Linked DNA regions of Sus scrofa: region 1 is linked to region 2. A link is a contact called in public HiChIP or PLAC-seq data. All regions are on one chromosome and are shown on one strand. The core of a region is the stretch at or near the end of the contact, and the rest is flanking DNA. Distances in the headings are between cores, read along the strand shown.

Region 1 (6,362 bases), core at 2,592-5,091, 360 kb after region 2:
TTGAGGTAGATGAGCTCTAGAGAACACCTAGTTGGTTTTTTTTTTTTTTATGCTTGGGTTTTTTTTTTAATCTGCTGAGCCCTCATTACAGCAGGGATTCTAGGTGTTTTGTTTGCTTGGCATTGCTTTTAAATATTTCGCTCAGGATAACATTAAAATGGCAGGAGATTTGAGACGCAATTTTGAATTTCTGGCCTCCCTTGAAAAATGTGGTTGGCAGCAGTGAGCCGGTAATCCTGCGTGGCCCCTCAGCCCACGACGTTGGCATCCACATTTGCGTGTGCACGTGCGTGTGCACTCGGGTGTGCTGCGGACGGTGTGGCTTTTCTCCCGCAGGGCCTACTGCACTCCTTTGCGTTACCTGCTCAGCCCTGGTAGGCATTGAAGATTGTTGCCAAGCTTATTCAGCCAGATGGTGCCATGTTAGATATTTAGTCAATTTAATAGAACAGTCTGAATCAACTAACCTGAGATGTTTAGAATGAAGGGCTCTGGCAGTGGTCATGAGCAGTCTGCTCTTTGCCTCATTGTCAGGGGTGTGCTTTGTTTTAAGCCCCAGTGTTTATCATCCTGAGTGACTGGATATATTGGGGATATGTGTGTGTGTGTGTATGTGTATAGTTTATATGTATATATAGTTTACAATACAAGCATCTCATTTGAAGCTGCTAGTTCCATTTGGGTAGGTGTCAGATTGCTGAACAATGTAAGGATATAGCAAGGTTTTGTTTTTTGTATCCGAGTCAGCATGATGCTGAGAGTTAGAAATGGTTGAAATTATATGCAATAAGATTTCACTTTGTCAACACATTATTCATGTCAAAAATAATTTTACTCTTAAACTTAGAATTTAGAATTATAATGGAAGAAATAAGAAAATTGACTATGTCTATGAACATTTTAAATGAGAATTCAATCATAATTATGAATGTGCAGTGCCTTGATTTGAGTTTGTTTGGGAGAATGAATGGGCACTTTGGTATTGAGTCAGGTAAATATATTTGTCTCCCTAATAGGGCAAAAAAGATGTGGCTCAAATTTTCAACAACATTCTCAGAAGACAAATTGGTACAAGAACTCCTACTGTTGAATACATCTGCACCCAACAGAATATTTTGTTCATGTTATTGAAAGGGTATGTATAATGTACTAAAATGTATGTTTTTGGCTTGAAAAATGAAAAGCAAAGATGGCCTTGGACAAAAGCAGGATGGTGAATGTGGGCAAGTGTTTTCTCCGTCGTTTGATCAGCTCACTTTTCCACAGTTCTTGAACGTATTTCCCTCCTTCAATTCAACCTGTGCACTAAACTGACTTCGAAAATGCCCGTGGGATTTTAAAGTCAGGAGAATTGTGGGCCTTCGAACTCTCAAATCATATGTGACTGAAGAGAAAAAAAAAATCCTCTGTCATCTTACTTCTGTTCCCTAAGATGTTAAAAAACCTTAATGGCGTGACACGTCAGTTAAGTTGTGTATCTAAAGACCTCTTTGGAGGTGCATGTGCACTCTGCGGCGGTGAACGAGCCCGCCTGGTTCGTGGACATGGCTGCTGTGTACCTTGACGTTGCTCAGTCAGCAAAGCACATGTTTATGACGTGCTTCCCTTTGCTTTTCACCTGTGTGTGTCCCCTCACTAACCCACCGCTTAATTTGGTAATTTGCAGTGCATCTTCCTAGAATTATTGTTGGACTACATAGGCATTTTTCTTTGGGTAGCCTGCCAGTTTCGAAAAAAAAATCAAAACCCAAAAGAGCCTTAAAATTGAAGCTTTAAAAAAAAAAACAAAAACCCTTCTCCCTCATCACTGATTGGCAAGGCAGCCTCCTGTTGTTTCACAGCAGAGTTGTTTGCCAGCTCTGGGTATGGGGTACATTTGCTGGGGTTCTGTTAGATTGGCGGGCAGGCATTTTACTGGCATGACTGTTGGCGTGAATCAGCCTGCTGTCCTACCCCTGGTTTTATAGCTTGCCTCACTCTGATTCATATCTCTGTGGTTTAACACTTCCCCCAAGTTCAAACTTGTTTAGACAAAGCATGAGTCAGTGCATGTGTTGGATGCCAGCGTTCTGTTTCCTTCTTTCTAGTTGTGAGTTGCTTCTTCAGATGTTGCCATACAGAATTTTTGGCATCTGATTTTTGTTGTTGTATCAGTCCAGAGCTGCGTGTGTGAACATGTAGTGAGTAATCTGAAATTTGATGTTCTTAGAGCAGCTTCCAGATGCCTTTATGTATCTTGAAAGCCAATTTCTCCTTTTCCCGTAGAAAGCCATGATGATTAAAATCTGAGCATTCGTTAACTCTGCCTCTGTTTTTCACCTCGGAGTAGCCAGGGCTGTGATGTGAACGTTGTTACATAGGATGTAAAGGAAGACTCTAGAGGTAATTAAAGAAAGGTTTGACGCGCTCGGCTGAGCTGGCCAGAGCAGAAACCTCCGCTTAGGAAGGCAAGGAGCCTGCAGAAGCCAACCCCACAGAACCCGCCTCCCGCCCTTTTTAGTTTTTATTGTGCAAAGTATGCGTAAAACTCGAGGGCATCGCATAACAAACCCTTTCTACCCATCACCAGGCTTCAACAGTTACCAACTTTTTGTCATTCTTGTTTCATCTGTTCTTTGTCTCCTTGCTTCCTCCTCACATGCGACGTCACTTCAGTGTGCATCCGTAGCACATAACACAGAAAGGATGTTTTTACTGTAGTCGCAATATCGTTGAGAAGCCCAACATTATCTAATACCCTGTCAGTGTTCAGAGTTCCGTGATTTTCCCCCCCAAATGTCGTTTTCAGTTAGTTTAAATCAGTTTTCCAGCAAGGTCCACACCCTGAATTTGGTTGATGTGACTTAACTCTCTTTTAATCTATAGTAGTTTCTACCCTCTTCTTTTAATACCATTTATTTGCTGAAGCAACTGGGTCATTGATTTTGGAGAAAAATCACCTGTTTTGGCCTGGCGCCCTGCGGTTTCACCCGTAATCAAGTTCCTCTGTCTTCTTTTAAGTTCTTCGGTTTGGGGAGCAAGAATTCTTCGTGGGTGGGGCAGTATACTTCCTCTTGGGCAACTCTGGCCGTCCTGCTGTGGTGATGTTTCAGTGGATGAGTGGATGTCGGTGCTGTCAGTCCAAACTGCCCACCTTGAACTTCTCCGTCAAGCCCCCACCGCACAGTCTTAGCATCCGCTGATGGTCGTCGTCTGGATTCAGAGCGGCGATCTCCTAACTCTCTTGCTCCTTCTCCATCTATTACGTGTGTTTTGTTCCTCGTCAGTGACCTCTGTGGGAAACACAGAATAGATGCTTGATTTTTTTGTTTGCTTTAAATATCATTTTTTAGTATGATCAGTTGATGCTCTTGCCTTAGATGAGCAATGAGTATGTTATTGTTTTAAGCATTATTTGAATTCACATTTTAGGGGGTTTTGAAATATGTTTGATGTGTCTCAATCCATTGCAGTCATATCCAGATTTCCCCATCCTTGGGCTGTTGGGAGCTCCTTCCCATTGGTTCTGTGTGCTTTTGGCAAGAACCCATTCGTCTGTGATAGTAGCTTCCTTGCTGTCTGGCACGAGATGTCCCTTGCTCATTTTGTACCGGTTCCTGCCTCAGACTAGGAAAGAGCCATTTCTTCCAGGAGCCCTGTGAACTGTCTTTTTAAGATTTCTCTACCCTTGTTGGTTAATTAGTTTGGACTACTTTCATGCACTGTATTATCCTCTCAGTCTGTAAGTGCTTTGATATGAGACATTTGGGGGCGTTATGCTGCCAGTGTTAGTGTGCATTTGGAAGTAGTCTCGTTGCCAGTGTTAGTCTGCATTTGGAGGCAGCCGTTGTTCCACTGGCGACTTAAATGTTAGTGTGCTCTCCACTCTGCTAACAGGTTTCACAGCGTCACTGTTTGCCTTGTACTCGTTGGTTTACGGTTTAATCATTTAAGACAAACTTGACAAACTGCCATCAAAACCTGCCCAGCTTGTTGTACCAAGGTGCCTTACTCTTGTCCTTCTAGTCTCCTAGCCTGTTTCAGATCAGCAAAGATGAATTGTCTCATCAGCCCTTTTGTGAGCGGACACTTCATCACCTAAGAGCCGGCCAGCATGGCAGCTGCCATGCCGTAGTGACATGAGGAACGCCGCTCTGGTCTTGCGAGGCTCTGTGACGACCATGTGTGCAACCAAAGAGTAATGCTAAGTAACACTCCTGTAGGATTTCAGGCGATAAAATGTGGGTTTAACCAATAAGGCAAGGGTTGGTTACAGCGATGGTTGGATTTAGGATTGAGGCTCCAGATAGTTAGAAGTGGCTTAGGCCAAAAAAAAAAAAGAGTAAGTACAAGGCAGGAATGGACACGGTGACTGGCAACAATAAGGGGGTAATCGGGGTGTTTTGCGGGCTAGTGGGAGATGGTGCCCACCCAGAGGAGGAGGTAGGATGCGCAGAGGCCTGGGCATTAAAGCCCAGACGTTTGTCTGTCTGATTAGCAAGAAGAAATTGTTTGAAGCTCCTAAGCTGGAGAGGTTATTGCTGTACTTGTGCTTCAAGTAAATGTGTTAAGACAGAACAAAGAGGCGGGTTGGGGGGCACTTGCTTGACCAGATGTGACTTCATGCAGCAGTGAGAACAGATAAAAGGAAATGAAACTGAGGTATTTCAAAGCGGTATTAAGAAGGAGTGGTGACACCGAAGGTGGGAAGAGGGGAGTAGATGGAGGATAAAGAGGCGAAGGGTTAGAACTGCGCTGTCCAATCCAGACCCTGCTAATAACACGCAGTTATTTAATCTTAAACTCGATTAAGTAGCTTCTGAAATTCAGTCCCTCAGTCACACGAGCCAAGTCCCAAGTGCTTAGTAGGCAGCACAGATTCAGAACATTTCCATTATCAAGGAAAGTTCTCTTAGACCTGTTTAGACCCAGGCACCTGAAACAAAACAGTGATGCCAAATTAGACACGGCAGGTTTACGGGAGGCCTTTAACTGAAGGTGCCCGGAAGCGGCAACAGAAAATGCTCGGCTCCAGCTGAGGGGAGATCTGCGCAGGGGCCATCTGGGGGCTGTGGTGGGAACCCCGAGGGCGTGTGGAGGCCGCAGAGGAGAGACCTCAGCCAGGCAAGACGTGGGAACCCAGCAAGTGGGAAAGTGGGGCCGGGGGAGAGTGGTTCTTTCTTTAAAGAGGGCGAGGCAGCGATCTGCATTGTCCGGAGGCCGAGTGGCAGGATTCCCGTCCTGAGACACGACTGTTTTAGCCACGAGGAGGTCTTCCTTCACTGGTAGAATGGTAGGAAGGAGTCTGATGACGGGAAACGAGGCGACACGGTGAGAGACGAAACCTGTGCGTGCGCTTGAAGGGAAGTGGAGGCACCGGGCGACGCGTTGGAGCAGAATGGCAGGGTCCGGCCCAAGAGGTTTGGGCATCCGGACGGAGAGGGTTTCTGGGCCGAAAGAAGTACAGGATTTTCGGTGTGATCCCAGGGGAGGAGGAGGCGAGAGCGTAGAGGTGGGCGCAGAGGAGGGCTGCGTGGGGAGGGCCCTCGCCTTGGGCTTTCAGCTTCGCGGCGCTTGCGTGTTGCCAGGAATCTTGAAAGTACTATTTTGAGCCTTGAATTGAAACAATGAGGTATGCAGTGATGTATATTTAAAGTATGAATGCTGTTTATGTATAGGTCTATCAGATAGACCTGTTTAGCTACTATGAGTTTAGGAAACTATTTTGTTTCCTATTGATTTTGATTCAGCTGTTAGTTTTTCTGCAGTGTTGAGAGCACCATGTGTAAAACTAAACCCGATTTGGACGTCTGACCCTGAATAGTTCTCTTAGCTTAAATCCGGAGCTTTTATTCACACGATCCCTCTCGACTGTTCCTTTTCCTTGGGTTGAAGCAGCCACCACCAACTGCCCTGTGTGTGCCCTCTGATTAAAGCCCTCCGAGCACCTATTCTGCTCTGAGAGAGATGCATTTTGTCACCTGCTCTGGCCACTTAGGACACGTCTGAAACTTCCTTTTCTGAAAATCAGAACCGTTCCGTGTTAGAGTTTCTTTTTTAAAAATGAAAAAGCAATTATGTTTGTCTTTTCTTTTTGCAGGTATGAATCTCCAGAAATAGCTCTAAATTGTGGGATAATGTTAAGAGAGTGCATCAGACATGAACCACTTGCAAAAATCATTTTGTGGTCAGAACAGTTTTATGATTTCTTCAGATATGTTGAAATGTCAACATTTGACATAGCTTCAGATGCATTTGCCACATTCAAGGTAACAGAAACTAGAATTCTAACTATAGACTTTATTCCTAAACCTCCTCTGTCCTCCAAGTCTGTACACGGCTGCCCTCTAGTGGGAGAGAGCAGATATATTTTACATGTGTTC
Region 2 (6,257 bases), core at 630-3,129:
CCTTTCGGAGGGGAGGAGCATAGCTGTCCCGGTCCTGCACATAAACAGAAAATCCATCCTTCTTTCTCTTTCGTCTATGGGGTGAAATCCGCCACTCATAGAGAAAGAATTCATCAGTTCTTTTCTCATGCCTGGGGGTCTGTGTGTGGGGGATAAATGCTGCAATACTGAGCTGGTTGTGACTATCAATAAAGAATTCTTTTCTTTGACCCAGGTGCTTTGTGTTTCTGCAATATTCATACATCAAAAAACGTCTCTCTGCAAGGGGTGGGGGGGTTAACATCTCCAGACCCTCTCAGTTCAGACAAGGCTCATACTTGGTTCAAATGCACAGTTAGTTAGCACAGATCTTGAAATGAATAGGCTAAAAATTGGATTTGAAAAAAAATCCCCCTCATATATTTGCATTCTCTTTCACCAATGGTACCACCATTCTACCAGCCACTTAAGCCAGAAATTGAAGAGCAAGCCTTAATGTCTCCCTCTCATCCTCAGCTTCTAATTTACCAAGTGTTGTCAGCTCTACCTGCAAACTGATCCTGACTAGATCTCTCCATCTCCACTGCCCGATCTGAATCCAAGCTGCTGTCAACTCCCGAGGTATCTGTCCTCTAAAGGGTTGCCCTGCTTCTGGTGTTTTCTATATCCAGTTCATTCTTTACATAGCACCAGAATTGGTCTCGCCAAGTTTAAAATTGGATTATGTCACTTCCCTGATTCGATCTCTTCAGGGATTCCCCATTGCATTTAGAATAAAATCCTACCTCCCACACCTTGGTGGACAAGCATGAACTACCTCCAGCCCCCTCTCATCTTACCTCTTGGGAGGCATTTTTTCTTGTGTCTTCTTTTGGGGGTTGCCCAGATACATCTTTTTTTCTTCTTTCCTAAAGAAAAAGGTTACAGACCATCTTTTATAACTACAGACATTGATCTACCAACCTTGTATGTCAACAATTTTTAGCTTTTATATTTGGTCTTCAAAACACAGTGGCTACGAGGTCATTGCTAACCTTAGGTGATGCTGAAATTTTTAAAAAAATAGTTTTTTTTTGGTTGTGCCCACGGCATGTGAAAATTCCCAGGCCAAGGATCAAACTCATGCCACAGCAATGAGCCAAACTGCTGACAATGAGCCAAACTGCTGACAATGCCAGATCCTTAACCTGCTGGGTGATGCTGAAATTTTATTTATTTTTCTTTTCCTTTTTATGGCCACGCCTTTAGCAAACAGAAGTTCCCAGGCTAGTAGGGGTCAAATCAGGGCTGCAGCTGAACCCTACACCACAGCCACAGCCACAGCCACAGCCACAGCCACATCAGATCTGAGCTGCATCTGCCACCTACACTGCAGTTTGCAGCAACACGGGATCCTTAAATCACTGAGAAAGGCCAGGGGTCGAACTAGCATCCTCAAAGAGATTATGTCGGGTTCTTAACCCTCTGAGCCACAATGGGAAGAAACGGAGACAGTAAGTTTAGGTAACTCATTTCTAGAAGTTGGGCTGTGAAGTGGAGGGAGAGCTATAGAGGCCCCCGAAGTGAGACGAGGATCAAGAAAACGTTCCTTTTCTGACTGTGTGACAGGCTTGGGCGTGAGCTGAATGAAGATCCTTGGGAGAGGAGGTGCTTAATTCTCAGGAAAGAGAGGGAACCGTAGATGCTGTCAGCATTGCCTTGGAGAGAAAGAAGGCATTGGAAAGGAGGGGCAGATGCAGTCTGGAGTTGCAGGGTGGGAGCAGGAAGTGAGGGAATTCCCAGATGATGTTTTTCTGTGAAGTTGGAGGAAGGGTCATTGTTGAGCCAAAAGGAGGCAGTGATGCATCAGAAGTTCGAAAAAAAAAATAGCTCAAGGTTTGAAAGGCTCATCACAGGAAGTGGTATGGTCATGTGGTGAGGAGGGATTGTTTGCAGGGGAATCCTGAGGCCACACAGCTGTGTGCCTCACCTCAGTAGTGCCTGATTGCAGCTGCCATGTGCAGGAAGCAGACGAGAGTTTCTTCCAAGACCTGCCAGAGATTTCCAGAAAAGACAGAAAGGCCAGAGTGGTTAAGCTGTCAGCAGTAGTTTCCCCAGACGATGAATGCTGGATTCCATGTCGGTAAGAAGGGTGGTGAGAAAAGGAGTTCCCCTCGTGGCACAGCACAAACGAATCCAACTAAGAACCATGAGGTTGCAGGTTCGATCCCTGGCCTCGCTCAGTGGGTTAAGGATGCGGCATTGCTGTGAGCTGTGGTGTAGGTCGCAGACAGGGCTCAAATCTGGCGTTGCTGTGGCTCTGGCATAGGCAGGTGGCTACAGCTCTGATTAGACCCCTAGCCTGGGAACCTCCATATGCCGTAGGTACAGTCCTAGAAAAGACAAAAAGACAGGGAAAAAAAAAAAAGGCAGATGATGACTTGGAAAAAGCAAAGGCCAAGGGACCAGTCATCCAATGAGACTGAAGGACAGCTGCAGAGGCAAAAAGTTGTAAGGAAGAAATCACGGAGGAATTTTTTTTTTTTTTTTTTTTTTGCTTTTCAGGGTCACATCCATGGCACATGGAGGTTCCCAGGCTAGAGATCAAATTGGCGTTACAGCTGCAGGCCTACACCACAGCCACAGCAACACCAGATCTGAGCCACATCTGTGACCTACACCATAGCTCACAGCAACGCTGGATCCTTAACCCACTGAGCAAGGCCAGGGATTGAACCCCCATCCTCATGGATACTAGTTGGATTCGTTTCCGCTGAGCCACGACAGGAACTCCCTCAAAAAACCTTTCGGTTTCTCTGTTTGAATAACTGAACCATCTGTCCGTGAGTTTCAGGTCCTCCTCCTCAAGGGCACAGAGTGTGTTACTCTTTCCACGGCTGGTTTACTCACTTCCTTCTTGCCCCACACCATGTAACACGGAAGCAGCGGGAGTCCAACAGAGCTGTGGCATTGTGAAAGAACTCTCTTCTCTCAAAACATCTCCTGCCTTTGCACAAAAGCCGGGGTTTAGACCTTCTTGGCTTTTGGAGGACATGTGAAGCTGAATGTGCGCTCTCCACTGAAACTCTTTTTCTTCTTACATTATTTCCTCTCTTATTTTCAAATATCACCATGGCTTTAGAGCAATGGTTTAGAGTGATCATGGTTCCGAAAAATGTTGCCGTGAATGGTTACCTTTCTTGTTGGGAGGCATCCTGGGTGCCTCTTGGAGTTCCTCTGGGTCATGTGGTTTGGGAGAATCATCTTTTATCGCTGACAAAAGAAACAGAATCCATCTCAGAGTGCAGGCAGCATGGACTGAGAAAGTGCTGAGGGAGATCAGTGGGGGAACCAGAAGGATGGAGAGCAGGTGTGGGCTCAGGTCTGGGGACCTGCCCGTCTACAGGGCTCCCTGGCTCTGCCGGGGTGTGATCAACTTACGGTTGCTGTTACCTGTGTGACTATCACAGTGGACCAGAGAAAAACTGCCCCTCAGAAGAGGGTTCAGCTATTGAGGGTCCCTTCCTCAATGGAAGAAAAGCACAAGGGCTCCCAGCAGCCTAGTCTGAGTGGCGACCTTGAATTCCGACGGCCACAGGGAGAGGAAACGTTTTTGCTATGTGAAAAGCACACTTTTTTTTTCTTTCTTTTTCTTCTCTTTAAGGCCACACTTGAGGCATAGGGAGGTTCCCAGGCTAGGGGTCTAATCGAAGCTGAAGCCACCAGCCTATGCCACAGCCACAGCAACACAGGGTCCAAGCCGTATCTGAGACCTACACCCCAGCTCATGGCAACGCTGGATCCTTAACCCACTGAGCGAGGCCAGGGATCAAACCCTCAATCTCATGGATACTGGTGGATTCATTCCACCACAACGGGAACTCCAAAAGCACACATTACTGCTTAGATGCCTGTGGTTGGATATTTTGGAACTTCTGAATCTATAATTATTTCATCTTGAGAAAGAGTGTAGGAGGTTAAGTACTTTATATATGTCCATACACAAGGGCCCCGGATGAAAGCAAGGGTCAGCCTGTACTTGCTAGTGAATGTTAGGCAAGAATAAACAAAGTTCTGCTAGTTTTTGCTGCACTAAGAAAGACAGAAGGACTTGACAGAAGGCGGTCACTTCCTTGTCTACACAGTGATGTAAAGATCCGTCTCAAATTCCAACCTGCACAGGAACAGCTGAGGCAGCAGGAAAGCAGTCATTAGACTTTTTAAATCATTTGTTGCCTTTCAAATTATTTAAATATCTTAAAAATCCAACCGATGTAAAAATGATGAGACTTGAATGTGAAAGTTCCTCAGTGTCAGGGTGGGGGCTGGGAAGGAGGCCCATCTATGTCTGGGGCACGGATTCAGAATTAGGGCCACTCTGTCTTTGTTTGCTTTGCATTTGGAAGGAGCAGCTTAGAGCTTTACCTTATTGAAGTGGCCTTGGGGAGTGGCCTGCCTGGACTCGGTCCCTTGTCCCTTCCTCCAGGTTCCTGCCCCAACCTGCTCCCTGGCTGATGAATGCTCTCCCTTTGAAGACCCCTAGTGGTGTTTGGCATCTCGGTCTGGCTGGTACTAACGGGGTTCCTGTCCCTCTCCCTTGGTGCCCCTCCTGGGCCACCTTTCCCAGCCTCTCTCCCCTCCCCTTCCCTGGGGATGCCGTCTCCCTTCAGGGTCCAAGCTCCCAAGGGCAGGGAGAGCAGCTGGACCAAGATGGTCGTGGAGAGCCGAGAGGAAAGCGCTGTGCCTAGAACATCCACGGCTCCTGCTCATGTAGATGCGAAAGCCAAGGTGAGCCCACGTTGTTCAAAACAAGGTTACCTGGTGCGGAGCCTGAGGGGGTGCAGGGCACCTCTGGGGTGTCTTCTTTATCTTCTGTCTGGAGGATCAGGCTGTCGCTGGACACTGAGCAGAGGAAGACAAGGAATTTCAGATCCCAAGACCCATAAGCAAGGACCAGAGGTAAGAGGAAGAGAAGCAATCAATTCCACTATTCCAGCTGGTAAAAGTGATGGCTTTGTGGTTATGTTAACTTTACTTGGGTGATGTTTTTTAGATGAGTAGAGAAAATGTTTGGACCAAAGAGGGCTCTCTATGCTCAGTATTGGAGACCTCAGATCCCCTGGTACTATTTTTGACAGTGCCAATGATATTCTAAAGTTATTATTTTTTTCTTCTTCTTTTAGGGCTGCACCTGCAGCACATGGAGGTTCCCAGGCTAGGAGTCGAATCGGATCTCCAGCTGCCGGCCAACACCACAGCCACAAGCAGTGCCAGATCTGAGCCGTGTCTGTGACCTACACCACAGCTCACGGCAATGCTGGATCCTTAACCCACTGAGCATGGCCAGGGATTGAACCCGCAATTTCATGGTTCCTAGTCAGATTCGTTTCTGCTGCACCACAATGATAACTCCTACAGTTACATTTTATAAATTAAAGTCTATTTGATTTACAATGTTGTGCCAATTTCTGCTGTACAGCGAAGTAACCCAGTCATATATAAACACACACACTCTCTTTCTCATATTATCTTCCACCATGTTCAGTCCAAGAGACAGGATATAGTTCCCTGTACTGTACAGCTGGACCTCATTGCTTATCCATTGTAAATGTAATAGTTTGCATGTATTAACCCCAAACTCCCATTCATCCCATTCCCTCCCATTTCCCCTTTGACAACCACAAGTCTGTTCTCTGTGTCTGCGAGTCCATTTCTGTTTTCTAGGTAAGTTAATTTGTGCCATATTTTAGATTCTATATGTAACTGATATCATGTGGTATTTGTCTTCCTCTCTCACTTCCCTTAGTATGAGAACCTCTAGTTGCATCCATGTTGCTGCATTGTAATCAGAATCCTTTATACTGATGGTTGGAGGAGAAAAATGACACAATTTTAGGAGCTAAATCAGGTCCAGCAGACCTTTAAACATTTTTAGTATTTTTTCTAATAAGTTCAATAACATCATGTATGGAATCCAAACCATATAAAAATGAATATGGTTGGAATGGAAAGGTCCTGTCATCAGAGGGCGAGTAATGGGTAAGTGCTGAGGATGTGTGTGTTGCACAAGTTACCTGTCAGTTCAGAACAGTGTGTTTTGAGGGTTGGTTTAGCAGGGCTCTTGGATAGCACAGCATCAAACTGGTGACTGCACGCCTGACAAGAGGTCCTGAGCCGAGCCAGTGCTAGTCTGCCCCCCGACCCCATTTCTTTTTCCTTGTTGCACCCGTTCTTTGCCCTGGAGTCCCTGCTGCAGCCCACATGGTTTGCGGGTGTATATTCTCTCTTCACAGCGACCT

Evidence for each region. HiChIP or PLAC-seq counts read pairs in DNA pulled down with a chosen protein or histone mark.
Region 1: an H3K27ac HiChIP or PLAC-seq map of alveolar macrophages shows a contact between it and region 2. The contact joins two enhancer-like sites. A contact is called at or near these places in 1 of 47 Hi-C or Micro-C datasets (alveolar macrophages) and 1 of 2 datasets of contacts at active chromatin or transcription factors (alveolar macrophages).

Annotation. Positions count from the first base shown.
Region 1 is chr15:131,560,765-131,567,126 of Sscrofa11.1, forward strand. CAB39 (calcium-binding protein 39) reads left to right here. Exons shown (of 9, transcript XM_021075733.1): 4 at 1,017-1,135; 5 at 6,080-6,248. Among named protein-coding and RNA genes, the nearest start is that of ITM2C, 51 kb to the right of the region's middle. Within about 2 kb of position 3,842, at least 16 of the 83 cell types and tissues checked have an H3K27ac peak or open chromatin away from gene starts, as enhancers often do. A contact at or near this core is called in alveolar macrophages, where this site is marked.
Region 2 is chr15:131,204,117-131,210,373 of Sscrofa11.1, forward strand. SP110 (sp110 nuclear body protein) reads right to left here. Exons shown (of 17, transcript XM_021075649.1): 5 at 4,777-4,860; 6 at 3,154-3,231; 7 at 819-887. Among named protein-coding and RNA genes, the nearest start is that of SP140, 18 kb to the right of the region's middle. Within about 2 kb of position 1,880, at least 13 of the 83 cell types and tissues checked have an H3K27ac peak or open chromatin away from gene starts, as enhancers often do. A contact at or near this core is called in alveolar macrophages, where this site is marked.